Linked DNA regions of Mus musculus: all the other regions are linked to region 1. Evidence: chromatin contacts called from public Hi-C, HiChIP or PLAC-seq and promoter capture Hi-C data. All regions are on one chromosome and are shown on one strand. Each heading gives the region's core, a stretch centred on a gene start, on an enhancer-like site or on the middle of the called end of the contact. The rest is flanking DNA. Distances are from core to core; before and after follow the strand shown.

Evidence for each region. Promoter capture Hi-C pulls out the DNA fragments that hold promoters and counts their contacts. Hi-C and Micro-C count contacts between places; a contact is called where the count stands out from the background. HiChIP or PLAC-seq counts read pairs in DNA pulled down with a chosen protein or histone mark.
Region 2: an H3K4me3 HiChIP or PLAC-seq map of embryonic limb bud shows a contact between it and region 1, with 4 times the contacts expected there. The contact joins the enhancer-like site here to the promoter of Spag6 in region 1. A contact is called at or near these places in 7 of 39 promoter capture datasets (embryonic stem cells, frontonasal cranial neural crest, hippocampal neurons and 2 more), 7 of 115 datasets of contacts at active chromatin or transcription factors (bone marrow-derived macrophages, craniofacial prominence, embryonic limb bud and 3 more) and 2 of 9 other capture datasets (adipose tissue and embryonic stem cells).
Region 3: a promoter capture Hi-C map of embryonic stem cells shows a contact between it and region 1, with 2.4 times the contacts expected there. The contact joins the enhancer-like site here to the promoter of Spag6 in region 1. A contact is called at or near these places in 3 of 39 promoter capture datasets (embryonic stem cells, hippocampal neurons and stem cell-derived epiblast-like cells), 1 of 484 Hi-C or Micro-C datasets (embryonic stem cells), 5 of 115 datasets of contacts at active chromatin or transcription factors (bone marrow-derived macrophages, embryonic forebrain and embryonic stem cells) and 2 of 9 other capture datasets (adipose tissue and embryonic stem cells).
Region 4: a contact with region 1 is called in a promoter capture Hi-C map of embryonic stem cells, with 2.6 times the contacts expected there. The contact joins the enhancer-like site here to the promoter of Spag6 in region 1. A contact is called at or near these places in 2 of 39 promoter capture datasets (embryonic stem cells and liver), 1 of 115 datasets of contacts at active chromatin or transcription factors (embryonic stem cells) and 2 of 9 other capture datasets (adipose tissue and embryonic stem cells).
Region 5: a contact with region 1 is called in an H3K4me3 HiChIP or PLAC-seq map of embryonic forebrain, with 5 times the contacts expected there. The contact joins the promoter of Mllt10 here to the promoter of Spag6 in region 1. A contact is called at or near these places in 12 of 39 promoter capture datasets (the C10 cell line, HPC-7-derived erythroid cells, cranial neural crest and 9 more), 15 of 484 Hi-C or Micro-C datasets (B cells, the G1E-ER4 cell line, bone marrow-derived macrophages and 9 more), 27 of 115 datasets of contacts at active chromatin or transcription factors (the 230-238 cell line, the NIH/3T3 cell line, the SCID.adh cell line and 23 more) and 4 of 9 other capture datasets (adipose tissue, embryonic stem cells, liver and 1 more).
Region 6: a contact with region 1 is called in a Hi-C map of bone marrow-derived macrophages, with 14 read pairs. The contact joins the enhancer-like site here to the promoter of Spag6 in region 1. A contact is called at or near these places in 1 of 39 promoter capture datasets (embryonic stem cells), 1 of 484 Hi-C or Micro-C datasets (bone marrow-derived macrophages), 13 of 115 datasets of contacts at active chromatin or transcription factors (bone marrow-derived macrophages, craniofacial prominence, double positive thymocytes and 10 more) and 2 of 9 other capture datasets (embryonic stem cells and liver).

Annotation. Positions count from the first base shown.
Region 1 is chr2:18,696,823-18,701,561 of GRCm38.p6, reverse strand. Spag6 (sperm associated antigen 6) reads right to left here and starts at 2,540. Exons shown (of 11, transcript NM_001001334.2): 1 at 2,468-2,540; 2 at 2,299-2,394. The coding sequence starts at 2,492.
Region 2 is chr2:17,859,728-17,864,466 of GRCm38.p6, reverse strand. No RefSeq gene overlaps it. Among named protein-coding and RNA genes, the nearest start is that of H2al2a, 130 kb to the left of the region's middle. Within about 2 kb of position 2,451, at least 33 of the 459 cell types and tissues checked have an H3K27ac peak or open chromatin away from gene starts, as enhancers often do. A contact at or near this core is called in craniofacial prominence and embryonic limb bud, where this site is marked.
Region 3 is chr2:17,930,184-17,934,922 of GRCm38.p6, reverse strand. No RefSeq gene overlaps it. Among named protein-coding and RNA genes, the nearest start is that of H2al2a, 64 kb to the left of the region's middle. Within about 2 kb of position 2,237, at least 54 of the 459 cell types and tissues checked have an H3K27ac peak or open chromatin away from gene starts, as enhancers often do. A contact at or near this core is called in embryonic forebrain and embryonic stem cells, where this site is marked.
Region 4 is chr2:17,987,140-17,991,878 of GRCm38.p6, reverse strand. No RefSeq gene overlaps it. Among named protein-coding and RNA genes, the nearest start is that of H2al2a, 7.4 kb to the left of the region's middle. Within about 2 kb of position 2,723, at least 8 of the 459 cell types and tissues checked have an H3K27ac peak or open chromatin away from gene starts, as enhancers often do. A contact at or near this core is called in embryonic stem cells, where this site is marked.
Region 5 is chr2:18,061,844-18,066,582 of GRCm38.p6, reverse strand. Mllt10 (myeloid/lymphoid or mixed-lineage leukemia; translocated to, 10) reads right to left here and starts at 1,998. Exons shown (of 23, transcript NM_001252560.1): 1 at 1,719-1,998; 2 at 1,389-1,548. The coding sequence starts at 1,548.
Region 6 is chr2:19,298,288-19,303,026 of GRCm38.p6, reverse strand. Armc3 (armadillo repeat containing 3) reads right to left here. Exons shown (of 20, transcript NM_001081083.2): 18 at 2,358-2,555. Among named protein-coding and RNA genes, the nearest start is that of 4930447M23Rik, 44 kb to the left of the region's middle. Within about 2 kb of position 2,441, at least 126 of the 459 cell types and tissues checked have an H3K27ac peak or open chromatin away from gene starts, as enhancers often do. A contact at or near this core is called in bone marrow-derived macrophages and double positive thymocytes, where this site is marked.

The DNA of each region.
Region 1 (4,739 bases), core at 1,291-3,790:
ACCATTTAGCCAGCTAGTTTATGTTAAATTCCCCATACACTTGGAGCATTATATCCTGTTCATATCCCTAGCTACTTGGTAGAATTGAGGCAGGAGGGACAGAGAGTTGAAGACCAACCTGGGCACCAAGGCTAAAACCTTGACTTAAAGATAAAAATAAAACAAAACAAAACTGACAATGTATTCTACCTTGTACTCTGATGGGAAGAGGCAACAAGTCATTAAAATTCCTAAAGATACTCTTTATCTTCAGTATTCTGTATATTTAATTTAATATTTCAGTATTATTCTAAAGTATTTCTTATTTAAAAAGTACTATTTTACTACATATACATAATCCAAGCAGTAATCCTTGTAAGTAGCAAGCACCTATTCACAGAGTACATTGAGAAGGACTGAGAAAAAAAATCAGTTTAAAAGTAACTGTGTCTTTAAAATGTAAAATTCCATAACAAAATTTTTATACGTAAGGAAAATTAATATGCATGAAACAATTACAGGACAAAATGAGTTCCGAAATGACAACATTTTAAAACAGATAACGGGGTTGTTCAGGGGTTGCACAGGTTAGAGACAGCAGCTGGAAGTGACCTTGATTTAGTAGCACTATACAAGGCAGTCGTGGTGGCTCTACTTGTCTGATGGCAAGCTTGATAACCTGGGTTCAACATCCAGGACCCAGGAGGTACAAGGAGAGAGCTGACTTCCAAATCTGTCCTTTTCTGTCTTGGCACCCAGCAAGCACATGCACGCTCATTTAAAATTTAAAGGAAAAATGCAAGAGATCGTTGTCATAAAGAATCTTGACTATGGCATAGGTTCTAGAGACAAAAGTTTATATAGCCTGAAACAAAACTGAAAAGATGGAAACTAGGATCAAAGAATTTCTGCCACAGTATCCTCCCTGGAATCTGTTCTAAAGTTTTAAAAGATGGCACTGGCAGAGCCCAAATTTACAATTATTGTAAATTTACATGTAATGTTTACACTTACTTAAATATTGAAAACATACTTTATTATAAATGGCTCCCCTTCACAACCAGAGATAACACCTAAGGGATAAACAGTAAAATTCAGTGAGGAAACAGAGAATCTGATCAAGAGAAGGTGTTTCCTCAAAGAAAGCCAGAAGTAAGCGCTGTCTAGGTGCTGTGACCATGGCAATGTGTTCTTAGTTTATTTTAATGATGTGTTCATTTAAACTAGTTTTAAATTAGATCTCATCCTGTAAACTGAGGTTTTCTTAAGACCTAGTAAGTGGCATCAAGCTTACAGTTCAGTCAGAGGCTTTTGTGGAAAGCTGTCTTCTGGGCGATGCTGGAGGCCCCTTCGTGTGTGTGTGTGTGTGTGTGTGTGTGTGTGTGTGTGTGTCCCTCTGCCTCTCTGTCTTTCAGCCTCAAATCATAAGGTGACTACAGACAAAGACATTTAGAGCAGAGGCTTATGAAGTACGGACCTTTTCCAGGATGTCTAAGTGACTAAGGTGATGGGGAAGGTATTTTCAGTGGTGTAGTCAATGGTAGATTACACTGGTTCCTGTTAGTAATGCTAAACTCATTGGTTCTCCAAACTAGATTTGGATGGAATCCTTTCTGTGGTCTGTGTTTGGTGCCCCATCAGTGTTGTCTCTTCAGAAACACACACACACTCACTAGTGGTGGTGGAACAAAGATGGATTTCACTAACTGTGACCTCTCCTCTTTCCCCTCCTTCCTTTCAGACTAAGGGGTGGGAAAAGGATGCCCTGTAAGATTCACAAAACCAGGTCCGTTTTGCCTGCTTCGAATGTCCTGGAAAAAATTTCAAGCATACTACTCTTACTCCATTAATGCCTAGAGGAGACCAGTGAAATCAGCCTGGGATTTCTTTGCTTCTAGGAAGTGAATGTGATCTAGGAGTGACAAGAGAGGGATAGACTAGGTCTGGTTAGGGTACGTTCCCATCCAGGAAAACGACTTCTGGCAGTTCATATGGCAGGCCGATTGCAACGAAGATGGAAATAATACCAGGCCTCCTCCACTGCCTCACCCACAAGATACCGCGGAGGGGAGGGAGTCCGGCGGAACTTGGCACCACTTTAGCCTACTTCCTCGGCTCCCCAAAAGCTGAGCTAATAAGGGAGCATAAAGACAATGTGGGCAGCTGGGAAAGAAAGAGGACCGGGGACCAAGGGAGGCTGGGGCGCTGGGTGGTGTGAGGATGAAGTGCGGGATGAAGGATGAGGCCAAGGCGATGAAGGAGGAAGATGGATTCGGGATGAGGTGTGGGACCAGGGTCCCATGAGCTGTGAAGGCTCACCCGCATTCTGCAGTGTCTCGATGTTCTGGGGTTTGGTCGCCTGCTCCGCCACCATCTGCACAAACCGGGTCCGGGCGTTCTGGTACAGCTCGAACACTGCAGAGAGAGGCGAAGTGGAGTAGCCCACCCTAGGAGCCAACCCGTCGGGGCGCCTTCCCAAGGCTCCTACCTTGCAGCACCTGCCGCTGGCTCATGGTGCCGCGGCGCGTGTCGGGTCCGCTCGCCGCGACCCCTCAACGTCCCTCGGGACTGCTCTGTGTACCCACACTCCTGGGCAACCAGTCGGAATCGGAACGCAGCCGTCCTGTCGCAACAGTTAAGTCCCAGGCATGACATCACAATGGTCGATGGAGTGGTGGAGGGACGACCTGATAAGCTGGGACTCCAGTGTTGCTCGAGACAGTCCGTCGGTTGTCACTTCCCTGTAGGCGGTGCACAGGGCGCCAGAGTCTCCCGGGAGGACTTGGTCTATGCCGACCCATCCACGAGGCAGGGTTTTCCCGACTGCAGCGCGACTGCAGCGCGAGCGGGCTAGGGGCTGGAGAGAAGGGGTGCGCTCGGGGACCAGGCGTCAGGCAGATAGACGCGTTGGCCCGGCGTGTCCCCGGATCAAAGCAACACTGGCAACACATTACTCCGTGTTGCTCTTAATGCCTCTCTTCCTTACCTGGCACTTCTGATTTCCGAATTCCTGGAGAGTCACAGCAATCGTGTCCATACACTGAATTACGATATATTAACAACAATTAAGGACACTTAGAGAGTCTGTGGAAAAGCAGAAAAGAAAATAATATGATAAATATCCATCTTGCAGGTTTTTCTAATGACTACCAAGTTTGCTGTCTCTATATTTCAATATGACTTCTAAAAAATAATTTCTTTTAAATTCGGGCCTTATTTTGTTGCTCGGTGACATTTCCAAAAGAGACATTTCTTTTTATCTGAAAAGACCAGCTCACATAAATGGAGCTCCGCAGCCTTTCTTTTTCATCAAATTTAAGCACTACAGTTTACCGTTAGTTCTAGCTCCTCTCTTAAAATTCTGCACCAAATGTTTCAGTGACAGGTGTCAATTTTAAATATTTCTCTCTCTGAAACTACCATTTCACCAGGTGTCAAATGGACAACTAGCCACAGCTGCTGCCTAATCGTGGCAGACCGGAAATCTTTGCTATCACCAAGAGGACGCACACACATCTCTGGTTTTCATACTTGGAATCTTCTACTACAGTCACTTTTAACTCCTGATAGGAGCTCTCTGAAGAAGCCTTGGTATTCCCTGGAGTCCTAGAAGGCTGGGACTAGTGTGTCTAGTCCTCTTCACACCCTGGGACAGCCTTTGGCTTCTGCAGGTCAGCAGTCAGAGACACATCCTTTTACTTAACTCTGTAAGTTTCACAGTGGTCTTCTACATTCTCCCCAACAGGACTCCCAGGTACAGATATAGAGGGAAACCCGGAGTGAATTATTAAAATTGCTAATGGAGTGTACTTAATTTATTTTCAGTTCCCTGTAGCATTTTGAAGACTTAAAAAAACAAAAACAAAAACAAAAACAAAACAAAAAACCCCTCACAACTTAAAGGTCCTGGTGCTTAGTTTCAGTCTTTAGACAATTCAAACTCCTAAATTGCTACACCCTCCATTTTTAGTAAGTGCTTTGCTCTTTATTTTCTATGTTCTATTTATTTTCTACTTTAAACTTGTTAGGAATTCAATAACCTCCATATGGGATGCTAGGTTTTAAAAGTCAAGTAGAAAAAATATTTAAAACTATAAAGTCTGTATTCATGAACAATGCCCATTAGTAGAATTTATTATCCTGTTGAAACACATTATAGGATGCCTATTTCATATCTGAACAAGCTAGATGGAGTAAAGAAGTTATCTTTGTTTTTATCAGTCCCCCCCCAAGGCCCTTTAAAGTTCAATGAAGAAATATAAGATAATGATCATAATGTACCCATAAGTGGAATTGTTGGTAATTTAAATATAACATATAGTGAAGAGATTACTGTAACTGAAAAGAAAGCCATTCTATATTTCCTGACCCATATTCTTTTTTTTAATTGGATATTTTTGTTATTACTTTTCAAATGTTATCCCCTTTCCAGGTCCCCCCCCCCAGCCCCTGCCCTATCCTCCCTCCCCCTGCTTCTATGAGGGTGTTCCTCCACTCACCCACCACTCCCACCTCCCCACCCTCAGTTCCCCTACACTGGGGCATCCAGCAAGCCTTCATAGGACTAAGGACCTCTCCTCCCACTGATGCCTGACAAGGCCATCCTCTGCAATGTGTGCAGCTGGAGCCATGTGTACTCTTTGGTGATGGCTTAGTCCCTGGAAGCTCTTGGGGGACTGGTTGGTTGGTATTGTTGTTCTTCTTTTGGGGTTGCAATCCCCTTCAATTCCTTTGGTTCTGACCCATTTTCAATGTACTAA
Region 2 (4,739 bases), core at 1,202-3,701, 840 kb after region 1:
AGAAATGCTTCATTTTCCATCCATCCTTGTCTTTATTTAGTAATTTTCTTATAAACACGGAAACACCATCTCAAAGTGAATTCCCCAGGAAGAGTTGAAGAAGGAGGAAGGCAGGGTGTTGATATAGTAGCAAGGGGAACACAGTAAGTGTCTGGCAGTGCAGAGAAGGGAATTCCTTAACTGTTTTACATAATCCTGTTTTCACAATAGCTTTGAGGTGGGATTTATGGGCCCCATTTTACTGAGAGGAAAGAGACTTTCCAGTGATTCTGTGATTTGAATGAAAATCCAACGTGGCTCCCTAGTGTTTTCCATTGCTCAGGTGATTAACTTCCCTTTCTGTAGGACTTAAGGAAACCTGGTACTTATAATTATTATTCTAGGCTCAAAGTACCCATGCAAAAATCCAAGGGACCCTATTCTTCCAACTCAGCGGCAGGAATTACTTCCTGAATCTGAGCACTGGTTGTTCCAGGTTGGAGACACTGGAAACATTGCTCTTTGGCAACGAGTGGAGGTTTCTTAGATTGAAAAAGCCTTTCAAATGGTGCCTTGTGCCCTGCTGCTAGGAGGGAAAGAAACTCAGGAGCCCTGCATGAGACTGGCAAGCAGCCCACAGCTAGAAATGGACATACCTGTGAGCTCAGGGTCTTCTTAACACCAATAGCTGACTGCACTGGAGCCCATGAAAGTCGGGATAACTGGATGCTCTGGAGTTGGGTTCCGAGCCTGGATGACTGGATGCCCCAGAGCTGGGTTCTAAGCTTGGGTGGAGGTGGCAGTTGTTAATGTGTACCTGCACAGGCCCATGGCTGATTTTGGAGAGATGTCTGGTTTGAACCCACTATCATTGTTCAATCACGTTTGGAGCTTTATATAGGAGGATTGTTGACCCAGGCACAATAGAGGAAGGTAACGTCACAGTGGCCATGAGGATGAAATCCAATTTTTGTTGTCCCTGGAAGAATTTCAGTTCTATATGGGGGTAATGAGGAAGACAGGTAAAAGGAGGTGCAGGGGCATCTGCCCTGGTGCTGGGTGTGTACTTGGACAGGGAGCAGAGTAGAAGATAAAAAGGGAGGGGTTGTCCTGAGCTCGACATCCCAAAACCCCACATCCAGGGTGGCTTTTGTTTGTTTTTAATATTTGAGACTGAAAATTTCAGGTTCTCAGTCCATCCTTTCAATATTCTTGGTTTTACTCACTTCCCCTCACTGAGTATGAACAGTTGATAAATTTGAAGTAAAGGATCATGGGACTGGCAAGAAGGCTCAGTAGGTAAGGACGCCTACTGCCAAAACTGATGACCGAGTTCAATCCACAGAGTGGAAGGAGAAAACTGACTCTCACAAGTCCTCTGACCTACACACACTAAGAAGAAAAGAATTATGAAACTGCTCTTCATGAAGTAGGTATTTGTGCCAGTGGATCTGTCTGAATCAGCCCTGTGTCGGGGAATAGAAGTGTTTGTCTATGAGTTTCATACCATTTGGTCTGAACAGAAAGCCTGTTTCAGAGAGGGAAGGATGGATCTGTGAAAATAAATGTCACATAGTTGTTTCAATTTCAGTAAATGATTACTTCTTTTCAAATACATAAGGCTGTGGTAGCTTTGTTTGTTTGTTTGTTTTGATTTTTAAAGTCAATATTTAGGGACTGGGGATATGTCTCAGTGGGTAAAATGCCTCCTGGGAAAGCAGGAGATCCTGAATTTAGATTCCCAGAACACAAGTAAAAAGTATAGCCCCAGCCCAGGGGCTAAGACAAGTTGGTCCCTGAAGCTCCCCAGTCTGTGGACAACTTGTGTCTGTCTGTCTGTCTGTCTGTCTGTCTCTCTCTCTCTCTCTCTCTCTCTCCTTTCTCAAGAGGTTTCTCTTTGTGACCCTGGCTGACCTGGAACTCACTCTGTAGACCATGCCCCCAAACTCAGAGATCTACCTGCCTCTGCCTCCTGGGTGCTGGGATCCACCACCACTGCCTGGCTGCCTCTTCTTAATTTTCAGTAGTTCCTTCTTTGACATTGCCCAACCTATTTTTCTTTCAGATCAAGTCAGGAGTAAATTGTGTTATCTGATCCCAAACTTCACTTCTTTCTCTTTGAACCCAGCTCTGGTATGTTCCCCATTCATCAGCCTGTGGCAAGCCTCCCTGATTTCTTGATTAACTTGGAGACAGACCAAGTGAACCTGCTTACCTCTTAAGTATCCTACTAAGGTTTTTGAAAACTGATCTGTGTGCACACTCAAATGGTGTTCTTGTAAAGATTCTGTCAGTCTATCCTGGTTTTTCTGAGACAGAGCTGTTTAGGAAGGCTCTGGGACATTCATCCATGGGTACTGACTGGCACATCATTAGCACCAAAGGAGGGCCCGATCCTAACCATAAACAGGAAAGCTCCTGCTATGGAACTCCTGAGCTTTATGGACACGCTGAGGGCGTGGTCAGCTGGGTGTCAGTCACCATTAATGGACCAATAGGAACCTTTCCTCTGCTTTCATCCTCACCCCAGGGGTATCTCCCCGCAGTGAAAACGTGCGAGTGAGGATAATAATTTCCTTCCTTTCTTTCATGTTTGCTTCGCCTGGCAAGCTCTCATTTAATAAAAGGCGAGATGGGCAAGTGTGGGGTATCTACCTTGTCTGAGTCAAAGCAGTTTTTGGATCATGCCAGACGTCCACAACAGGAAATTGAAAACCGATTCCCTTCCTCAACCAAGCAAGGCACCTCAGCCCGCATCCTTCTCTTTAAAGCTCAGACCCTTGAAACTGAAGATTTCAGGGTGTGTCTCTACAGCTGCTGCATCAAACAAAAGCAAACAGATTAAATTAATTTAGGTTTCCGAATTAGTCTCCCCCACCCCCCTTTTGATTCAGAAAACGCTTCAGACACCCCAACAAATCTCATCTGAATGCAAACTATGAAGACAAACCTCCTGGGTCAAAAAACAAACAAACAAACAAAAAAACCAAAAAACAAAACAAAAAACCAAAAAAAACCCCTCCCTTTTCTAAATGCTTTCTCAGCATCTTACAAGGGTTTTCTCCACTCTGTACATAGAAACTCAGGGGCTGAGTGCAAGGGGGGAAAAAAAAGAAAAAGAGGAACAATGTATTCATTACAGTCTGTTAAGTTGCCAGCACCAGGCAATTAAAAGGTATGCCTTGTGGAAACACTGCAAAACAGAACAGTTAGTCCTATTGTGCTCTCATTAACAAGATTGTTATTTTAGCTCTCCAGGTGGAAGCCGGAGAAGCAAAACATTCTTGGCTTGGAAGGCACTCCAGGAAACTCAGGACTTGTTGATAGCTGGAACTTGTGCAAAGACTCTTGTTTATACTATAAGTGTGCACATCTCTTCCGCTGTATAAATACAGTGCCGCATCCATTCTATTGGACTAGAGGAAGAAACCATTGAAAGTGACATCAAAGTCTTCCCAAAGCTAACGACTCTGATCCTATGGATTCTGTCAATGCTGCTACCCTGAAGTCATGGCTCCCTTGGGCAGGGGATTTGAATTTTTTTCTGTCAGCATACTATGTTGTGAATCGCATTGACAGTGCTGGGAAGGATGGCTGAGGCTCTGATATGCTCTCTGCTTGTGCCCTTTGCTGTCTGGCAATTGTTCTAAAATGACGGACCATGCCATTGCTGCTTGCCAAATGTGAGCATACTGTGGCAAAAAGGATTGTGGCTGTCTGCTAACTCCAGCTTTGCCTATGCGCATGGAAAACACAGCCAAAATTGTTAGTGATTCAAATTCTCTTACATTCCAAAGGAGAAACGAAGCAGCCTACTTTACAGACTTTACACTTCATGCCAGTAGCTTTAATTTTTTACAAGACAGAAACGTTCATGGTTCCTTTTAAGAATCACTTGAAAATACAACATGGAGTTACAGAGACAAAGTTTGGAGATAAGACGAAAGGATGAACCATCCAGAGACTACCCCACCCAGGGATCCATCCTCTAATCAGCCACCAAACCCAGACACAATTGCATATGCCAGCAAGATTTTGCTGAAAGGATCCTGATATAGCTGTCTCGTGTGAGGCTATGCCAGTGCCTGGCAAATACAGAAGTGGATGCTCACAGTCATGTATTGGATAGAACACAGGGCCCCCAGTGGAGGAGAAAGTACCCAAGGAGCTGAAGGGGTCTGCAACCCTATAGGTGGAATAACAATATGAACTAACCAGTATCCCCAGAGTTTGTGTCTCTAGCTGCATATGTAGCAGAAGATGGCCTAGCTGGCCATCATTGGGAAAAGAGGCCCCTTGGTCTTGCAAACTTTATATGCCCCAGTACAGGGGAACGCCAGGGCAGGAGAGTGGGTGGGTAGGACGGGGGGGGGGGGGGGTAGGGTATAGGGAACTTTCAGGATAGCATTTGAAATGTAAATAAAGAAAATATCTAATAATAATAAAAAATGCCATAAAAAAGAAAATATAACACATTGATCACTTTAAGTAAACAGGAGGGGAAGTACCATAAGGAGTTGGCACAATGGCTCTTTTTCTCAATGATAAGCACAATATTAACCAGAAGATAAAAGTATAAATGAAGTTGCTTCAGACCCACACCAACTTCAGGCCAGAAGTCACTCAAATTACTTTCTCAGAACCCATTTTCCCAATCCACCAAGGGCCTCATATTTATCTTAAACTAGAAGTCATAATTGTTCTTGTTCAACTAAGTCTTTTGCATTGATTGTAGTGTGAGGGACCAAGGCCATGGTACA
Region 3 (4,739 bases), core at 988-3,487, 770 kb after region 1:
CACGCCCGGCAGAAATTCTTGTACTGCTCTTTTTTGGGTAAATCACTCAGTCTGTCCAAACCCTCTTTACTTGTGCAACAGAGGTTTGCCCGCGCTCCCCCTGCCGAGGTCTTGCCATGTGCTGCTCCTGTCTGTGCTTTGATTCTGGAATTTGTTCATTTTCTGCATCTGTTGTGCAATTGGGTCATACAAGGCACACACAGGGTTAAGAATGGACACAGGAATGGTGCTCATGAACCACCCTGCTCTTTTGCTCATCGTGACACCGTAGCCTCCATAACAAATGGTTTTTAAAATGTCTTTTGATTTTGATGGTTATTGAATCACTTTGTATTAAATATAGGTCACTTGAGCCTCCATATAACTGATCAAATGGCATTAAAAGTTGTTTGATTAAGCCTGGCGGTGGTGGCGAATGCCTTTAATCTCAGCCCTTGGGAGGCAGAGGCAGGCAGATTTCTGAGTTCGAGGCCAGCCTGGTCTACAGAGTGAGTGCCAGGACAGCCAGGGCTACACAGAGAAACCCTGTCTTGAAAAACAAAAAAAACAAAACAAAACAAAAAAATCATTTGATCATCATTTGCTTTTTTATTCATTTAGCTTGAGACAGGTCCTCATAGTTCAGGGTGTCCTTGTCTCTTTAGTCCCCTTCGTGAGTGATGGGATTCCAGGCATATGGTACCACACAGGGCAGAAAGTTTACATTCTTTTCCACATCTGAAGGCCTTTAAGCACTCATACTTCAAAATAAAACAAAGCAAGCAAGCAAGCAAACAAACAAACAAACAAGAATGCCCCTCTTGGTTTATCTTCTTTATGCGGCTCCAAGTTTCATGAGCACAGGGTCTAGATATATGTGTATATTTCCCATAGAGTACAATATATGTATAATGATAAATGTTTCTTTAGTCCTTCCTCCCCTCACCCACAGGAGGTTCAGGTCTGTGATTGTGTGCTTGTACCCCTGGCTTTGTGCATGGTAGGCAGGCAAGTTCCCTACACCCCAGCTCTCTCTTGCTGTCTTCTGCCTTGCGTTTCATTTAGTAAATTCCTCAATTTCTTAGGTTTCAGTAGAGATCTGGGGGTGATTTCTCCTCTGCTCTCCCAGCTGGGGAAGCCTTGTTCTCCTTCCTAAGATAAAAATCTGCCCTTGAGAAGAAATCATTAGTAGGAACAGAAGTGGGACTCGGGAGTTCAGGCCAACAGCCACACACTTTTAATCTTACTTTTTGTGAATGTGAATTGTTGTGGGTCTCCAAAAGGACACTGACAAAGCCACAGCCACAGCAGTGGGAGCACGGTGGGCTCGGATCAGGAGTTAAGTGATGGAAAAGGGACAAAGGTTATCTAGCCTGCACCCCTTCTGGTGCAACCAAGGGGCTTCTGGGGGCTTTCTTCTTTTTATGTTTCAAAATGGGAACGGAATGAGAAAGCAGTGGACTTATAGGGCGAATTTGCATGAGAATAGGGGACTGGAGAGAAGGGTCCTGTCAGAGAAGTTGGTATGTTCTCTAAAGGCCACTGGGGTGTGTGAGAAGTGTTATGTAAAGCAGAAACAGGAATACAAAGAGAGACCACCAAAATAATTGTCCCCAGACTATATCCTCCCTCCCCGCCCCCTCCCTCCAGAAAATGACAGATTGCTCCTTAGCAGTTGGTAGCCTGAAAAGCCTTTGATTTAACCCACCTTCTTTTCCTTCTAGAGCACGAACTGGAAAGTATTTCTAAGTCATTGTGACCCAGGGCTTATTAAGAGAGTGGTCTGTGGCGCGAAGGACACTGTTTACCCTGCTTACACAGGCAAGCACTGGGCCCTGGACTCTCATGGTTAGAGCTGGCTCTTCTCTGAACACAGCTTTAAGAACACCTTCAGGCTTTCATTAGCTTGGAACTGCATAGCGATAAAAACGGTGTTAATTAAGAATGACAAAACGCAGGCGTGGAAAGAGACCTAGATCGGATTTTTGCTGAGCTGAATGTGAACGCTACTTTATACAGAAGGAGTCCGAATCCCTTCCAGTATGGTTCCGCTCTGAACTTATTGTTCGTCTCTGTTGGGGACTGAGCGAAACCTTTAGCCGTGTGTGCCTAGGGGAAGGGTCTCCGCAGTGCGCCTACTCTCCTCCTTTGTCAGGCCCGTCTTGTGTTTTATCTGCTGACCTTTCAGAGTGTCCCATGTCACCCTTATCCTGCACATGTCTGCACTGCTATGTCGCTTCTGCTTATCGGGGGCCCTTTCTTTTCTCTGCTGCTAATTGAACAGCCCATGCGCAAGCAGGCTCTGTGGAGAGCTCGAGTATCATAGTCCTAGCGCAGTGACTCAAGAATGTTAGGCCCGCCTGTCTCAATGCATGCAGCTAAGTGCCTGGTGAGGGCTGACTCTCAGCAAACCATATTCTGAGCTACGCCACTCTAGATCTTTTGTTTTGTGTTTTCAGACAGAGTCTCACCATGTAGCCTTAATGACCTCAAACCCACCGTGTAAACCAGGCTAGCTTGAACTCACAGAGATCCACCTGCCTCTACTTTCCCAGTACTGAGAGTGAAGGCATGTGCCACCATGCCTGGTGCCACTTTGGACTTTAAACCGAGAGTTCCAAGGACAGGGCTTTTCCTCTTCACCTTCAAGACTGAAACTTCCAGAAGATATTACGACAATGTGAATTTATTTTCCACTATTTAGCTATCTCACCAACTAGGGAAATTGATGCGTATGGCAAGAAGGAAGATGCCAGTGAACCCAAAGCAAACATTGTCCTAGAAGACTTCCTGACTCTGAGTCTGACATCTCCTCTAACACTGCCCCTACTCAGTCATGCTTACTTCCCACGAAAGGGGAACACCGGCTTCTAACTTCCTCATCCAGTGCAAATCGTGGACCTGTGCCCTTTACTTCTCTTTCAACTACATTGACTTGCTGTTGGAACCTTCAGGGTGCAGGGGTGGGGTGGGGTGGGGAGTTCCCTTGGGCTCTACACTGCTGCAGATCAGGGAGAGCTTCTCCTTGGATATTTCCACTTTCAAACAGGAGACCTCTGAGTATCCTACAACTCCTTCAGCCACCAAGAAGGACAGGCAACTTTGGGACAAACTCCTGTATTAACTTACATGGCCATTTGAATGTGCTTGGTCCAGAGAGTGGCACTATTTAGAGGTATGGCCTTATTGGAGGTAGTGTGTCACTGAGGGAGTGGATTTTAAGACCCTGGTCATAGCTGCCTAGAAGCCAGTCTTCAGATGAATGTAGAACTCTCAGCTCCTCCTGCAGCATGCCTGCCTGGCGGCTGCTATGCTCCCACCTTTGAAGATAATGGACTGAACCTCTGAACCTGTAAGCCAGCCCCAATTAAATGTTGTCCTTATAAGAGCTGCCTTGGCCATGGTGTCTGTTAACAGCAGATACCTAAGACAACTTATGTCTGGTGTCATTCTCTCTCCCTGTTGCAGCTAACGTTTTTGGAGAACCAACCAGGATCTTCTGAGCCACCTAACTCATTCTTTTAGGCCCCTAAAGTAAAGGTGGCTCATTATAATATTAAAATGAGCATGGATGGCCAGAAAGAAGAGTTTGTGGTTGCTCTTTCAGCCTTTTGACCTTGGGTTGACCCTGCTCCAAATTGTGTCTGCCACTTTTCCTTCTTGAACTAAGCATGCTCAGGAAAGTATCCTCTCCAGAAAGTATTTTTCTAGATTGCTATAGAGGGGCTTCCCAGCAAACTCTCCACGATCGTGGAGCAGGTGGGTCTGGTGCCGTCCTTACAGCCACAAATAATGAACATTGCTCTGTTATCTCTGGCCATGCTCTCTGGCTCCTGGATCACTCAGCATCGACTGTGTTGGGTTACAGACACAGCCTCCGAGCCTCTGCTACCCACAGTGTTTTCTGCTTTGTTCATGGTTTCTGCCACACCTGGGGGAAAATGCCTGACATGTTCATACTGGCATGGAAATCTAATAATTCATAGTGGGCCTAGTTAACCTCCTTGTCCCCCACGGGGGAGGGGGTTAGTTGTTCTCCTTCACTATGATGTGTGTAGCATCTAGATAGAAACTTTGTCCTGGTTTCTGAGCAGTAGGCCAGGTACTTGTTTATTCTGGTGGAAAGAGAGATTTCCAGGCTACGCTGGATATGGTAAGATCTCTCATCAGTCAAATTCCTAGGTGCCATTATAAACTGATGTAGCTTTCACTATAACCAATTTAATTTTCCACATCCTTGTTTCCTGCTTATTGTCTCTGTTGTCATTTTAAAATATTTTTTTGTTTTGTTTTGTTTTGTTTTTTGGTTTTTCGAGACAGGGTTTCTCTATGTAGCCCTGGCTGTCCTGGAACTCACTCTGTAGACCAGGCTGGCCTCGAACTCAGAAATTCACCAGCCTCTGCCTCCCGAGTGCTGGGATTAAAGGCATGTGCCACCACTGCCCGGCAAAATATTTTATTTTTATTATCTGTGTGTGTGTGTGCATGTTTGTGTGTCTGTATGAGTGAATGTTGTGTGTGTGCTGGTGTCTGAGGAGGTCAGAAGATGTCAGATCCCTAGGAGTTGTGAGTGGTCCGACACAGGTGCTGGGGAAGGAATTTGGGTCCACAAGAGCAGCAAGCGCTCTTGCTTAACTGCCAAGTTGTCTTGTCTGACTATAGACTGTGGTGTTGAACAAGGCCAAGTAAAGTAGAGAACGTAGGGAAATTTCCCAGTTAATTCCAAATAGAAGTTATACAGATTCAAAGATAAGACAACA
Region 4 (4,739 bases), core at 1,474-3,973, 710 kb after region 1:
TGAGTAACATCTTCTTCTCTCCCTGCACAGGTTGTGCCAGAATGCAGAGGCTCAGGCTGACTGGGGAATTCCTTCAGAAGCATTTAGGGCTGGGGTTTGGAGCAGTCTGCAGTTGATTGAAAACCTGTTGGGACAAATATAGACTAGGGACAAAAGGTGAAGTTCAGGAGTCTGGGGAAAATCTTTATCTTGAGTGTACACTTGAAACTTCCATGCCCATAGTTCTGGTAGTTAGGTGGGAGAGTCCCATGACCAGGGGAGAGAGAGAGAGATCCCATCCTTAGAAATAGTAATAGACATGGAGCTCAGGCTAGTGATTGACAGAAGGACTTATCCGGAGTCCATTTGGCCTGTGAGAAGTGAATCAAAATTGATTCCCTGAAACTTACTTTGAAAAATTTAAGTTTATAAAAAGAGACAAAAGTTTTAGATATATTAGCATTACCACTGTCTGTAATCTATACTGAAATCCATATTGTAGAAAAGACTGGAGTCTCATGCTTTTTTCTATAGAAAAAGCTTGGGGATCCAAAAATGACTCTGGGTTAAAAGCATGAACATTTTCCCTATATATCCAGAGGGTTGGATATAAGGTTTAAATAAAGATATTTTTAAGTCTATACTTAAAAGACAACTGTGATAGTTTGAATAAGTTTGGCCCCCATAGCCTCATGTGTTTGGAAGCGTGGCCTATAGGAGGTGTGGCCTTGTTTGAGTTGATGTGGCCTTGTTGGAGGAAGTGTGTCACTGTGGGGGTGGCTTTGCAGTATCCTATGCTTAAGTTCTGCCCACCGTGGAATTCCAGTTCCTCCTTGATACCTTTGGATCAAGACTTGTAATACTCAGCTCCTCTCCAGCACCATGGCTGCCTGCACTCTGCCATGTTTCCCACCATGATGATAATGAATTAAACCTCTGTAACTGTAAGCCAGCTCCAGTGAAATGTTTTCCTTTGTTAGAGTTGCATTGGTCATGGTCTCTTCACAGCAGTAGAACCCTAACTAAGACAACAACCAATGGAAATTAACAATTTTGAGTTTAATGGCTATGATAATAATAGCAGTAGTGGCCCAGATTAATATCTTATCAGAACTTGGTTGAGAAGCATTAAAACTCCGAGCTTTTGAAAATTTAACATAACAATAGCATAGAGAGGGAAATTTTTTTGAAATATTGTTCTTTTCTTTTTTCTTTTTTCTTTTTTTCCGAGACAGGGTTTCTCTGTATAGCCCTGGCTGTCCTGGAACTCACTTTGTAGACCAGGCTGCCCTCGAACTCAGAAATCCACCTGTCTCTGCCTCCCAAGTGCTGGGATTAAAGGCGTGCACCACCACCACCCAGCTGAAATATTGTTCATTTTTATATACCTTAAACTACTTCCTTAGACATTTACAACTTGCATTTACACAGTCTTTGACCCTCAGAACTTAAACATTAAACCTTTTCATCCAATCATTTACCATGAGATAATCATGTACTACTGAAAGCAGTCATTGCAAAGCAAGTTCCTCTAAATAAAGGAATAGCAGTGAACTTATCTTTTTCAGTGTGAATCCTGTAAGGTTAGTATGCCATACTGACATGTTAGGTCTCAAGCTGGTGACAAATGCTTAACTGAGGGGTCTATTTAACTGGACCTGGTCTCCAAGTCCTCCCAGCATCCTCCGTCCCTACCTGTTATAGGGTATGATTGTATACCCAGCTCCCTGTCCTAAATTTCTTCAGCCCAAAGCCTGGGCTGCTCCTCCCCCAGTTGTCCTTCCCTGTATAATCCAGCCATTTTGGCTACCTGGCCCTTTGCCTACCTTTTACTCTCCTGGATCTCCCCTCTCCCAACCCCTCCTCACATGGATCATGTTCGTTTGGACTCTCCCAGATGCCCCTGTCTCTAGCTAAGCTCTCCCTTTTATCTACAATAAATGTCTTCCACCATACCTAGGAGTAGTCATGTCCTTCCTTTTTAATTTTTTTCATTTGGATTTATTGTTAGGGATCAGAACATTAGCCCCCACCCCCACCCCTTCACAAACAGGGCTTTTGGCATGTTGAATAGTTTAGATGAAGGAAAGGGTTCTGAACCAAGACTCTTGAACTGCTCATTTCCTCTTTTCATGGCTTCTTCCTCAAAGCAACCATAAAGTGTAGAAATATATTTCTCTCAGATTCCCCCTTTTTGTGTGGTGTGTGTGTGTGTGTGTGTGTGTGTGTGTGTGTGTGAGAGAGAGAGAGAGAGAGAGAGAGAGAGAGAGAGAGAGAGAGAGTCTCACTATGAAGCCTAGGTTAGGCTTGAACACCAGGTTGTCTTGCCTCACTTCAGCCTCCTAAATGCTTAAATGCTAGGAGTACAGGTCTGGGCTACCTTGTCTGGCTACCCTTCTCTTCCTGCAGAAGAGCTCACTGAACAGCAGTTTCCAGAAACACCTTGTCTGACCATTGATGGGTCTTAGGTTCAAAAAAAAAAAAAAAAAAAAAAGGAAACTGGATGAATGACCTTGCTTGAGTGTCCCCTTTCATTAGCTCACCCTCTTTCCACTCCCTTTCTGCGACTGATCAACCTTCATTGATATACGCATAACAATGAACAGACTTCCTGTAGAATGGGATTTTCCCAGGCCAGTGGGTGAAACTCTAGCCATCTTTTGTTATGGAGGGTTGGCGGTGACACTCCTAAGGATGCTTTTGTGGCCCTGGCTGCAGTCTTATGATGCTAAACTGAACCTATTGCTATGGATTTCAGAAAACTGGAAACTGCTGTGTATGGTGTGGTAGCCCTAGTATGTTGGGCCTGTACTCCTGAGGTGGGGCAAAAAGACCCCAAGTTTGAGGCCAGTCAAGGTTGAAGAATGAAACCATGTCTCAAACAAACAAACCAATCTCCCCATATCTCTGAATATTTAGATTTCTGCCATTCCGCTTTTGTATAATAGTAACAATTAAAGGACTTATGCATCTATGTATCTTTTTATTGATTACTCCAATGAAAGAATGATGTCATACTTAACATTTGCTTTGAATTTGAGTAGATGGTTGTTTTGCCTGGTGCCACAGACCTGCAATCCTAGCTCTTTGGAAAGATGGGGCAAAAAAATATCAAGTTCAAGGCCAGCCTAGTTAACTTAGCCAGACCTAGTCTCAAAATAAGTTAAATTTTTGGGGTTTTATGTTGGTGACAGAATGCTTTTTAAGTATCCCCTGCTGCCCTCCTCCACATATAAAGGAATAGAGTGGATAGTAGCAGTGAAATCTCATCAAAGTTCTTCCTGATTCTAAATTGGCATGTTGGATGAGGTGGAAAACTTTGAATGGATAGTACAATAAAGAATTTAAATAGTCACAAAAACACAAAACAAAAAGATGGGGCTCAGTAGCATAACACATGCCTCTGGGAGTTCCCAGCAATCAATCAATCAACCAATCAATCAAACAAACAAAGAAAATCTAAAAACATTACAGTTGGGATCATCAGAACTTAGGTGTGTTCTGAATTCATACTTCACCAATGTTTGATCATCTCAAAGAGATTTCTCTCTCTTCCCTAAGACTTTCTCTCAAACTCCTGGATGGAATTTGATGGGTTTGGATAGAGGATGCTACCAGATGATTGAAGAGAACAGGAAGTCTCTCCAATGTGGCAGGAAAGTGCTGACACCAGAAGTCTGGATATGCCTGGCTCAGGTTACACTCATTGAAAGCATTATTAGTCCCCACATCTTGTCCAGAGATCCTGGGCTCTAACTTCTTGGATGATGGACCATAACCTGTATGCCTTACCTCCTCAAGTTGCTTTTGGTCATAGATTTTAATCCCAGCAGCAGCAACAACAACCACAGCAAAAAGCAATCTAGAACAGTAATCAAATACAAATGGGTCTGAGGACATATCTCCATGGATTGCTTAGTATGCAGGAGTCTGAGCCAGCATCACATAGGCTGGGCATGATGGACTGAACTAGCCAAGGGTATATGAGACTGAGTCATCGGCAACTCTTCTCTTCTCTTCTCTTCTCTTCTCTTCTCTTCTCTTCTCTTCTCTTCTCTTCTCTTCTCTTCTCTTCTCTTCTCTTCTCTCTCTCTCTCTCTCTCTCTCTCTCTCTCTCTCTCTCTCTCTCTCTCTCTCTCTCTCTTTGAGACAGGGTTTCTCTGTGTAGCCCTGGCTGTCCTGGAACTCACTCTGTAGACCAGGCTGGCCTCGAACTCAGAAATCTGCCTCCCAACTGCTGGGATTAAAGGTGTGTGCCACCACTGTCTGGCTAGTTTTTTTTTTTTTTTTTTTTTTTCTGGCAACACTTTCAAACTGTATGTTACCTTTCAGCTATCTTTGAATTGCATGCTTTCCTGTTTCACAGGTTTTTTTTCTCAATCAGTGTTGACAATGTTCCTTAATTTTCAGTCAGTTCCTGTGAGCTATTTTTTTTTTTCCTCTGCAATTCCTTCCAATTATGCTGTTTAGTTTGATGCTAAAAGTGTTTCTTTTAAATGATTTGAAGGAATGTCTCAGTGGCTAGGCCTACACCTGCTCTGTCAGGAGGACAGTTGGGCAGCTCACAAACTCCTATAATTCCACCCCCAGGGAATCCACTTGAACTCGCATGTGCACAAACACAAATGCAGATACACACACACACACACACACACACACACACACAGACACAGACACAGACACAGACACAGACACAGACACAGACACAGACACAGACACAGTATGCCTATACCCTTCTCCCCTAAGGCTCAGGGATCATG
Region 5 (4,739 bases), core at 749-3,248, 630 kb after region 1:
AGAGAGTACATGCCTCTTATCCTATCACCCTGGAGGTAGAAGCAGTCAGATCTCTGAATCTAGGTCCAGCCTGATACACATAATTGAGAGATCAGCAAGAGCTGATGATACCCTGACTCAAGAAAATGAAAACTAAAATTAAAGCAAAAATGTTTTCATTTACCTCTCTCCCCTTTGGGAAGACCCTCCCATTACATTACCCCCCCCCAAAAAAAGCAAAACCTTTAGGCTCACACCTTCATTTCCCATACTTGAGGGGCAGAATTGTTGCTTGTCTGCACCCTGCCTGGGCTACACAGCAAGCTCCTATGTAAAAAACAAAAACTTCCCAGGTAGGACACACTCCAGAGGCAGAGGCAGGAGGATCTTTAATTTTGAGGCCATTTATGGGCTATAGAGCCAAGTTCCAGGACAGTGAAGGCTACAGAGAAAACCCTGTCTCATTTAAAAAATAAAAAGTAAAAATTAAAACCTTCCAACACTCAGTTTTAACTTCAGGAATAGGAAGGGTGGATCTGTTTAAGACTACACAGTGAGTCACCCAAAAAAACATTATCTAGTCTTTCGTCCTGAACCCCCAATCCCCTAACGACTTGAAAGGGACAGTCTTCAATAAGCAGAAAAACATGCTAAAGAGTTCCCCGTGGGGGAGTGGGAGGGAAGGGGCGATTAAGGGGGTACCCAAAACATTCACCCCATGAGAACATCTAAAAATAGACTCAACCTCCAAAGGCTCTTGGGGCACCACCAGCACTACTTCTTGGGGTCCATGACCAGGTCGGCTCAGCCCAGACACTCCCTCAGGGACACCTTCCAGTGTCTTCGCAGAAGCACCCAGTGGCCCCCAACAGCAGGGTCCATGCCAGAGAGCTCTGGGTGCAGCGGGCAGGGCCCACCTTCTCTCTCTCTCCCTCTACTCAGAGGCAGGTTGTCCCAGGCCACAGGAAGTCTCCTGACAACGCTGCGGCAGACCGGGAGCAGGCAGGGGAGGGGGAGGAGGCCTCCGGTTCCCAAAGCCACCACGCGCCGTCACCGTGACTCCAGCGCGGGTCTCGCGCTCCCACCCTACCCTGCGCAGGACGCGGCCCGACGCCGGCGGCCACCTAATGACACTTGAGTGAGCGCGGAGTCACGTGATAGCCCGGGCCACACGCACTTTCTCCCACAGGCCGGGGCACAGCCCGAGCCCGCGGCGACCACGCCGGGCTCCCGCGGGCTGCGCGCCGGGCGGGGCGGGGGGCGGGGCGAGGCGGCGGCGGGGGCGGAGCGGCGGCGGCGGCGGGCGGGCCGGGGGAGGGGCGGCGGTGGCAGTTGCCGCCGGGCGGGGGAGGGGAGCCGTGACGGTTGGGAGCGGGCCGGTTCGGCCCGGCGGGCGGTTGGGTGTTTACCTTGATGCACCGCGACGCTGCAGCCGTGCCCGTCGCAATAAACCAGCGGGTTCTCGGCCCAGCCTCTCTCGTCTGAGCAAACGCAACAGCCTCCAATCATTTCCTTCATACTATGGGAGACCTCGTCCTCCAGTGACACGGGCCGGTCGCTAGAGACCATCTAAGAGGGAGTTGGGGGGGACCATTAACAAACACAAGCAAGCCACCGAGAGCTCCCCACACGCAGCCCTTCGCGCCCGCCCTCCCGCCAGCCCGATCGACCGACCGACCCCGGCCCGGTCTCCGCCAGCCCGCCCGCCCTCCCTCCCGCCCGCTCGGCCGCTCGCTCACTCGGGCTTTGCCGCTCAGTCACTCACGTTCCGCACAGGAGTCAGGAGCCATGTCCTTGCTGACTCCCCCCACCTCCCCGCCACCGTCTCCTCCTCCTCCTCCTCCTCCGCGGCGTCCTCCCTCCCCACCTCCACCCGGCCGCTAACGCCGCCGCCCGAGGAGGGCACACATAATCAAGCAGGCCTCCGCACAGGCGCACTGGGGGGCTCCCGCTGGGCCCGGGGCGGCGAGGGAGGGGAAGGGGCTGCGCTTCCTCCTCCGAGCGTCACCCGGCGTACGCGTCGGCCCGCCCTGCGGCCGGCGTGAGGGAGGCGGCCCAGAGAGGCGAGGCCTGCGTGCGCGCCGCCGCGTCCCCTGGCCCCTGCCTACCTCCAGGCTTTCCCCTCCCCCGCACCGCTCGGCGGCGCCGAGGTGTGCGGAGGTGGGGGACGAGCGGAGTCGGCTGCTCAGCGCGGCCGGAGTGAGTCTACCGGAGGGCTCTGGGGCGCACGAGGGCCGGGACGTTGGGCGGCCGTCGCCTCGCGGGCCCCGGGCGCGCATGAGGAAGAGGCCGCGGCGGGGCGGGGTGCGGTGGGGGCCGGGGTCGCTGAGAGGCGCCCCCGGGGGCGTCTCGTGGCGCCGGGAACCTACCTGAAGGCCTGTGCCTCGAGAACTGGCCCGCGGGTAACAATGGTTGGGAGAGGGTGCCAGCTTCCATGAAGGGTGTAATGAAGCATGGCTTCCTGCAGTTGGCCGCGCTAACTTCACAGTACTGTCGCAGCTTCGCCACCCATTAAATTCACGTCCTGGATTCTTCCCAAAGTTCACCCAGTGGAAGTGTTACCAGATCTACCGCCCACTTACGCACCTTCTTGGCCCCCGTGGCAAATGAAAGTGCATCACAGACAGGCAAAAAGCCTGTGTTTGGGCTATATTCTGAGCGGGAGCCCCAAGACTGCATTATAGCTTGGTAGGTATACAAGTGGTTGGTCGCGTTAGCAACGTAATAGTCTGATCTGGAAAAATGCAGCTAAAGGAGGAAGGAACCCACGTTCTAGCCTGTCACCAAAGGTTAACAGCATTGAGAGTGTGGTGCCCAGTTTAGATTGAGGATTCCTCTAATCTTAGCTCGATTCTCCAAATTTACCTTTTCAAATGTGATGTCATTTAAATTGGAGAAATATGAGAGCTTCCTCCCAATACACAAATAAAATATAGATTAGATTAGACCAATGTTAGCAGATTAATTAGCTAGATATTGAGTAGTTTTTAAGCTACCAAAAAAATGTTTCCCTAATCCTTTCTCCATGTACACCCAATATTGATTTTAAGCAAAAAGTGTTCGTTCATTAAACTTTAGCATGAAATGGGAATTATGAATAGGCTATTTAAATGACAAACAGTTCCAAGGCAACTTCATGGTTTTTGGTTAATTACAAGTACAAAGGGCTTATTAGAAACTAACAATATAATATGGTCTGGAAAATACACTTACATGATGCTAAAACACCCCAAGTTCTAAGCACTCCACAGAAAATATATTAAGTTTTAAAATGTTCAAAAAGGGTAATGTGGCTGTTCTTTTCCTATTTCAAAATAATTGCTAAAGTTGTAAGAATAGTGATCGATACAGCACAATGTAAGCATCTGTGGTCAGATATATTCAAAAGCTATGTGAAATCCAAACTAATGGGGGATTTACCAAAGCTTGTGATAGGAAGACAATATGTCCAAAGGGACACAAAACTAAGGATTCTGTTTTAATATTAATACATTTAGAAATGGTGACTACAGATTAGTAAAATGACATTTTTAGGAGGATATGGTAATAAATTTCTGGACCTCTAATGATGCTCTTAACATAACTATGACTTGTACAAAGCTAGGGCAACTTTCAAACAGAAGTTTACTGTTTTAACTGTACCAAATATTTTACCTTTACCCTTATACAAAGGAAGTCAGTTCATTGTCTAAATCCTGTTTTGCCTCATAATATAGACTAATTTTGGTGCAAATCAATGTGGAACTTCCCAAACACTGAAGTCAAGCCTATGCACTAAATAATTTAAAAATACATTTCATTTTATTTTTAATACATTGGAGCTTAGTTCTTGAGATGGAACTAATTTGTATGAAAAAAAAGGGTAAGAATCTTACCTCATTCTGTAACACCTAATAAATGTAGGTAAACACTTGCTCTTTTCAAGACAAAAACAAAACTGTCATTTATATGAAGTTTTGACATTTACAAAAAAAAAAAAGGGAAAATGTGTTTAGAAAAAAACAGGAAAGATGCACAGTTTATGCCACGCTTATATATAAATAATAGTATCTGAAGCAGAAATTTTGTGAAAGCATACATGCATACAGGTTGACACACTGGAAGTCCAATTATTTTAAAACTGGTTTTTAACATTCTATACTAGAGAGACATGAAAATCAGGGAAAACACTGGGAAAAAACAGGGCATTTCATTTTTACTCAAGCATCAGACACTAAATGTGTTGCTGTGTGTACAATATTTGATATATTTCTATAATACATCGAGTGCAAAGGAAGAATCGTAGACAGAATAAAGCAGCTCAAATATGCAGTGAATTATTCACTCAGCAAATATTTACTGAACATTCATTGTGTACCAAAAACTCCTGGAATATAACAAAAAGAAAACTGTGTTGGTCCTTTACAAGATATGTAGTGTATCCTACTGCACACACATATAATAAAAACATTTAGCCACATATGTTAATCATCAGGTCTCAGAATGGGTAAAACTTATAATTGCTAAAGTTCAAGTACATTTTTAAAAAATAGTGATGCAAAAATTAAATTGCCATGTGACTGATAGTGTATCTTTCTAGAAAAGAACTTCAATATTAATGTTATCATTTAAATCCAGTTCCTTATTCCCCAAATATGCACATATATCTTATACCTGTAGGAAAGAATGAAAAGCCTATTGTGTGGAATATCCCTCACATAATAGTGTCTAACATGGTACTGGCTCATCTATTTTCTCTAAACTAATCATCTGAGCCAAAC
Region 6 (4,739 bases), core at 1,192-3,691, 600 kb before region 1:
GAAGAGGAGGAGGAAGAAAAATGTACTTCAAGGGTAGCAGGTGTGTGGGAGAGAGAAATTGTGATACTTTGTTTTGTATCCCCACCCCCAAAATACTATCTCCTATGATAATGTCAACAAACATCTCTAAAATTTCTGTATAACTAAGAACATATGGTGGGGAGAAAAATTGAAAAGTTAAAGGAAAGATTGGTCTTTGGCTATACTGTGAAGAATAATGCCTTAAAAACCCTAAATGGGGGGTTTTGGGGGGGGGTGCTCAGATGTAGGGAGAACAGGGAGAGAGAAGGAAGATGGTGGGAGTGGGAGGGACGGGCAATCTCTCTCACCTGCCAGAGAGACCTAGGATAGGAAGAGGCCCCACAGGGTCTATGGAAGTGACTTTAGCTGAGATTCCTATCAGTGGGGGATATGGATCCTGAAGTGATCACTTCCTGTAGCCAGGCAGGACTCTCAGTGGAGAGATTAGGACAGCTACTCACCCACAAAACCTTTGACTCAAAATGTGTCCTGCCTACAAGATGTGCAGGGACAAAGATAGAGCAGAGACTGAGGGAATGGTCAACCAATGACTGCCCCAAATTGAAACCCATTCCATGGGCAGGAATCAATCCTTGACACTACTAAGGATATTCTGTTATGCTGGCCAACAGGAACCTAGCATATCTGTCCTCTGAGAGGCTCCACCCAGCAGTCAATGGAAAGAGATGCAGAGACACCCGAACCTTAGACGGAGCTTGGAAGATCTTACTAAGAGCTGGGAGAAGAATTAAGGGACCCAAGAAGACAGGGACTCCATAGAAAGACCAACAGAGTCAACTAACCTGGACCTTTGGGGACTCCCAGAGACTTTATCACCAACCAAAGGGCGAGTCTGGGCTGGACCTAGGTTCCCTGCACTTGTGTAGCAGATGAGCAGCTTGGTCTTCATTCGAGTCCCCTAACTAGAGCAGGGGCTGTCCCTGAACCTGTTGCTGGCCTACCCGCCTGCCTGTGGATACCTGGCCCCTAAAAGCACCTTCTTGCCTGGCCTCAGTGGGAGAGGATGCACCTAGTCCTACTCCCGCCCAACTTGATGTGGGGGGTGGGATGTGACACCCAGAGGGGGCTCCCACTTCTCAAAAGTGAAGTGGAATGGGGTAGGATTGTGTGAGAGAGTACTGGGAGGAGAGGAAGGGCTGTTATTGGGTTGTAAAGTGAATAAATAAAAATTTAAAAACACACAAGAAGAAAACAAAACAGTGCAACTAAACCAAAACAAAGGACGATGAGGAAGGGAGGTGGAGGCGAGCAGTCACCCCACCTGTAGTGACAGCCCATCCCGCAGCTGGACAGACCTCTGCCATTGTCTTGCTCCTTATTATTGTTTAAATGTAAGCTGATTCAGAAGTGATGTGTGGAGCCTCCGCTAGAACACAGTGTTGAGAAGTACTGCACAAGTGTTTACAAGACTCTCCAGTCAGAGCCATCAAGCCTCAAGGACACAGGAAATCCTTCTAGAGCCAACCGCACTGAATCTCCCCCAGTCCTGTCTGACAGAAGTCGGGGATCTGTCAGCTGAGAGGCTTACAGTTGTCACTTCCGGGTTTGAGGACAGCTACTCGACTCCCACCTGCAGTTGACTGAGCCCCCACTGTGGCTGGTGCTAAAGCCAGCAGTTCACCTGCTGGGTTGTGCCAATCATGGAGCCCGTCCCCATTTTCAGTCCTGCTCCCTTAGAGACCTGCTCAGGGCCTCAGCCTCTGTTTATGGAAGGAGCCCAGTGAAGAAGAGCAACTTCTGAGGCTTACACAGGGCTTGTTCTGTCCAGCAGCAAGCTCTCAGAGTGCCCACAGCCCACTCCCGAGAAATAGCAAATGAACCAGCGGACACCCATTAGAAAAGGAAATGTGTATTAAAACAAAACAAAACACAAACAAACAGCAGGGGGGTTAGAGAGAACTCACAATAGGATGCCTTTAAATGCTGAGTACCTCATACACTTAAGGAACAATTTGGTTTTTAAACATAGATTCATTCACTCACTACCTCTCTAAGATCATACCAAAGATGTGTCTTAACAGCTTAGCTAAAAAAAAAAAAAAAAAAAAAAAAAAAGCAAAAGCAAAAACCAGGTGTTTGTCTCTAAGCGATTTCAACTCTGACTCACACAAAAAAGAAGAGCACCCGTGTGTGAGTCATTGTGCTTCTGCGGGAAGGCAGAGCACGGGCGCTGTAAACCATTGCAGCTTCTTTTGTTGGTTTTATTTTAAAGTAACTTTAAAGAAAAGCAAACCACTGTAAGTTTTTTTTTTTAAAAATCTGAAATTAAAATAGATATACAGAGAGAGAAGGAGAGGGAGAGGGGAGAGACTCACTTGGCAAGGACCTCAATCTGCTCCTTAAGGTTGACAATGGGCAGTATCGACTTGGTCACCTCCAGCACATACACACAGAACTCAGGGTCAGGAGGAGGGTTCCACTCTTTCTCAGGGCTGCCTTCCGTGAACTTGGGCAGTGCCAGGATCTCTTCTTCCTCTTTCACTTTCTCTTCTTCTTTTTTCCCTTTCCCTTTCCTTTGAAAGTAAGCAATAATAAAACCCCATATCCTGTCGAAATGTCCAAATACTAACTATGCTCTGAGTCAATCTGAGAAGCCTCAGGGAAATAAGGAAAGGGTAATCGGGGAGGGAAATTAGTTAAAACAAAATACAATGTGTGTATGTATGTATGTATGTATATATGCAAATGCTATGACAAAGCTCATTATTTTGCATCTATATTAAAAGTTAATTTAAATTAAAAATATAGAGACAATTCAAATGTCCTTTGATAAGAGATGGGTATATAGTGTTAAGACCATACAATAAAATACTGGTTAAGAGTAAAAAGGGATAGGCTACCAATGCACAGAACAATTTGGAAGCATCTCAAAGGCATTATGCTGGCTGGAAAACATCAGTATCAGATGTAACACACGAATGATCCCATCAAAGTCATTCTTGGCTGGACCTGGTAGTCCATGCTTTTAATGCCAGCACTCAGGAGGCAAAGATAGGCAGATTACTGTGGATTCAAGGTCAGCCTGGTCTACAAGTGAGTTCGAGGCTAACTAGGGCTACATAGTAAGACCTTGGAAAGGCAAAAATAACAGAAAAACCACCACCAGGTCTCGTTCTTTTTTCCAGAGAAAAGAATGAGTTGCAGTATCAGGGCAGGACTCTGGGTTGGCTGAGCTTTTTTCTATTCTGACTGTGGTGTCAATGGCTGCACAAATTCCCTCTTTAAAATTCTGTAGCATTTTAAACAGAAAGACATTTTGTGGCATGTTAATTTAAAACTTTGTTGCTTGTATCGTTTTCTTTTTCTTTTTTCTTTTTTCTTTTATTTTTTTTTAAATTTTCCTCTGTGTAGCCCAGGCCATCCTGGAACTCACTATTCACTCCAAGCAAGCCATGAACTCAGAAATCTGCCTGCCCCTGCCCCTGCCTCTGCCTCCTAAATGCTGGGATTAAAGGTGTGCACCACCACTGCCCGGCTAATTAAAGACTTCAATTGCTCTGGGCACTCTGCTTACATCTGCGTGAGTAGTTATTCACGTTTACACCAATTATCCCTAGCATGGGAGGTGGAAAAGCTTGCTCTTCATACACTTCCATTGGCTAACACTAGGCACTAGCTGCTGAATTCCTTGAATCCATTTTCTGTTGGGTACCCTTCCTGCAAATAGCTTGTCCTAAACCTTTGACCCACCTCCAGCCCCGTATGTTATAATTACTTTCAGTATCTCCTGCTAATAGATAATGTCTTCTCTGTCCCTGGTACTCCTTGGGATTACTTTACCAGCCTTTTTTCAGGGGATGGCACTAGCTGAAAGGATGGAAGGACTGACAGAAGAGCAAGTGACTGCCTTAGGTAGTGCTGACCCAACAGAACTTTGGCTGGGGAGGAAAGGGTTTCAGCTTACATCTCTCAGGTGACACTACATCACAGAGGGAAGAAGTCAGGGCTGGAACTTCAGGCAGGAACTGAAATGTAAGCCATGTAGGTATGAGGCCTACTGGCTTACTCCTCATGGCTCTCTCATACACCCCAGGACTCCAGGGATGGTACTACTTACTGTGGGCAGAGTCCTTCAACATCAATCACTAATAAAAAAACATATTCTTCAGACTTGCTTACAGGCTCATCTGCTTGAGATCATTTTCTCAGTTAAGGTTCTGCCTTCCCTGAAGACTCAAGCTGGCAGAAAACCAACTAACATATCCTCTGAGAGGGAGGGGAAGTTCTCTCTAGATTGTCACTACAGCCCCTTTGCAAGGAATTAAAAAAAAAAAAACTTAAAGGATGCAAGAGTCTCTGGCGATGCTCAGCCTTCCCACTTCACAGCTGACCCATACTCTAATGGCCCCTCCAATGGTATTTTCAGCTTTAGAAATGTTTTCTCTTAATAATTGTCAAGGGGCAACTGCAGTAAATGAGACTCTTATGGCATACTCGTGTGGGGTAACATCAAGAGGTTTGTTGAAATATGCTTGGGTGGTGTTGGAACAAGAGTATTTCAGAGTTAATAAAAAGACCGAGTCTCAGGGGTCCAGGTAGGTCAGAACAGGACAGTGTGGGCTATGTAGTGTTCCTCAGCTCAGCCACAGACCTGCGCAGTGTCCTACGTGCTTCTGTCGCTCCTTCCCTCTTTCTGACTGACCTCGGTTCTACACTTCAAGATTTCTAGATGACTCTGTCACCTAGTCACTAGTGGC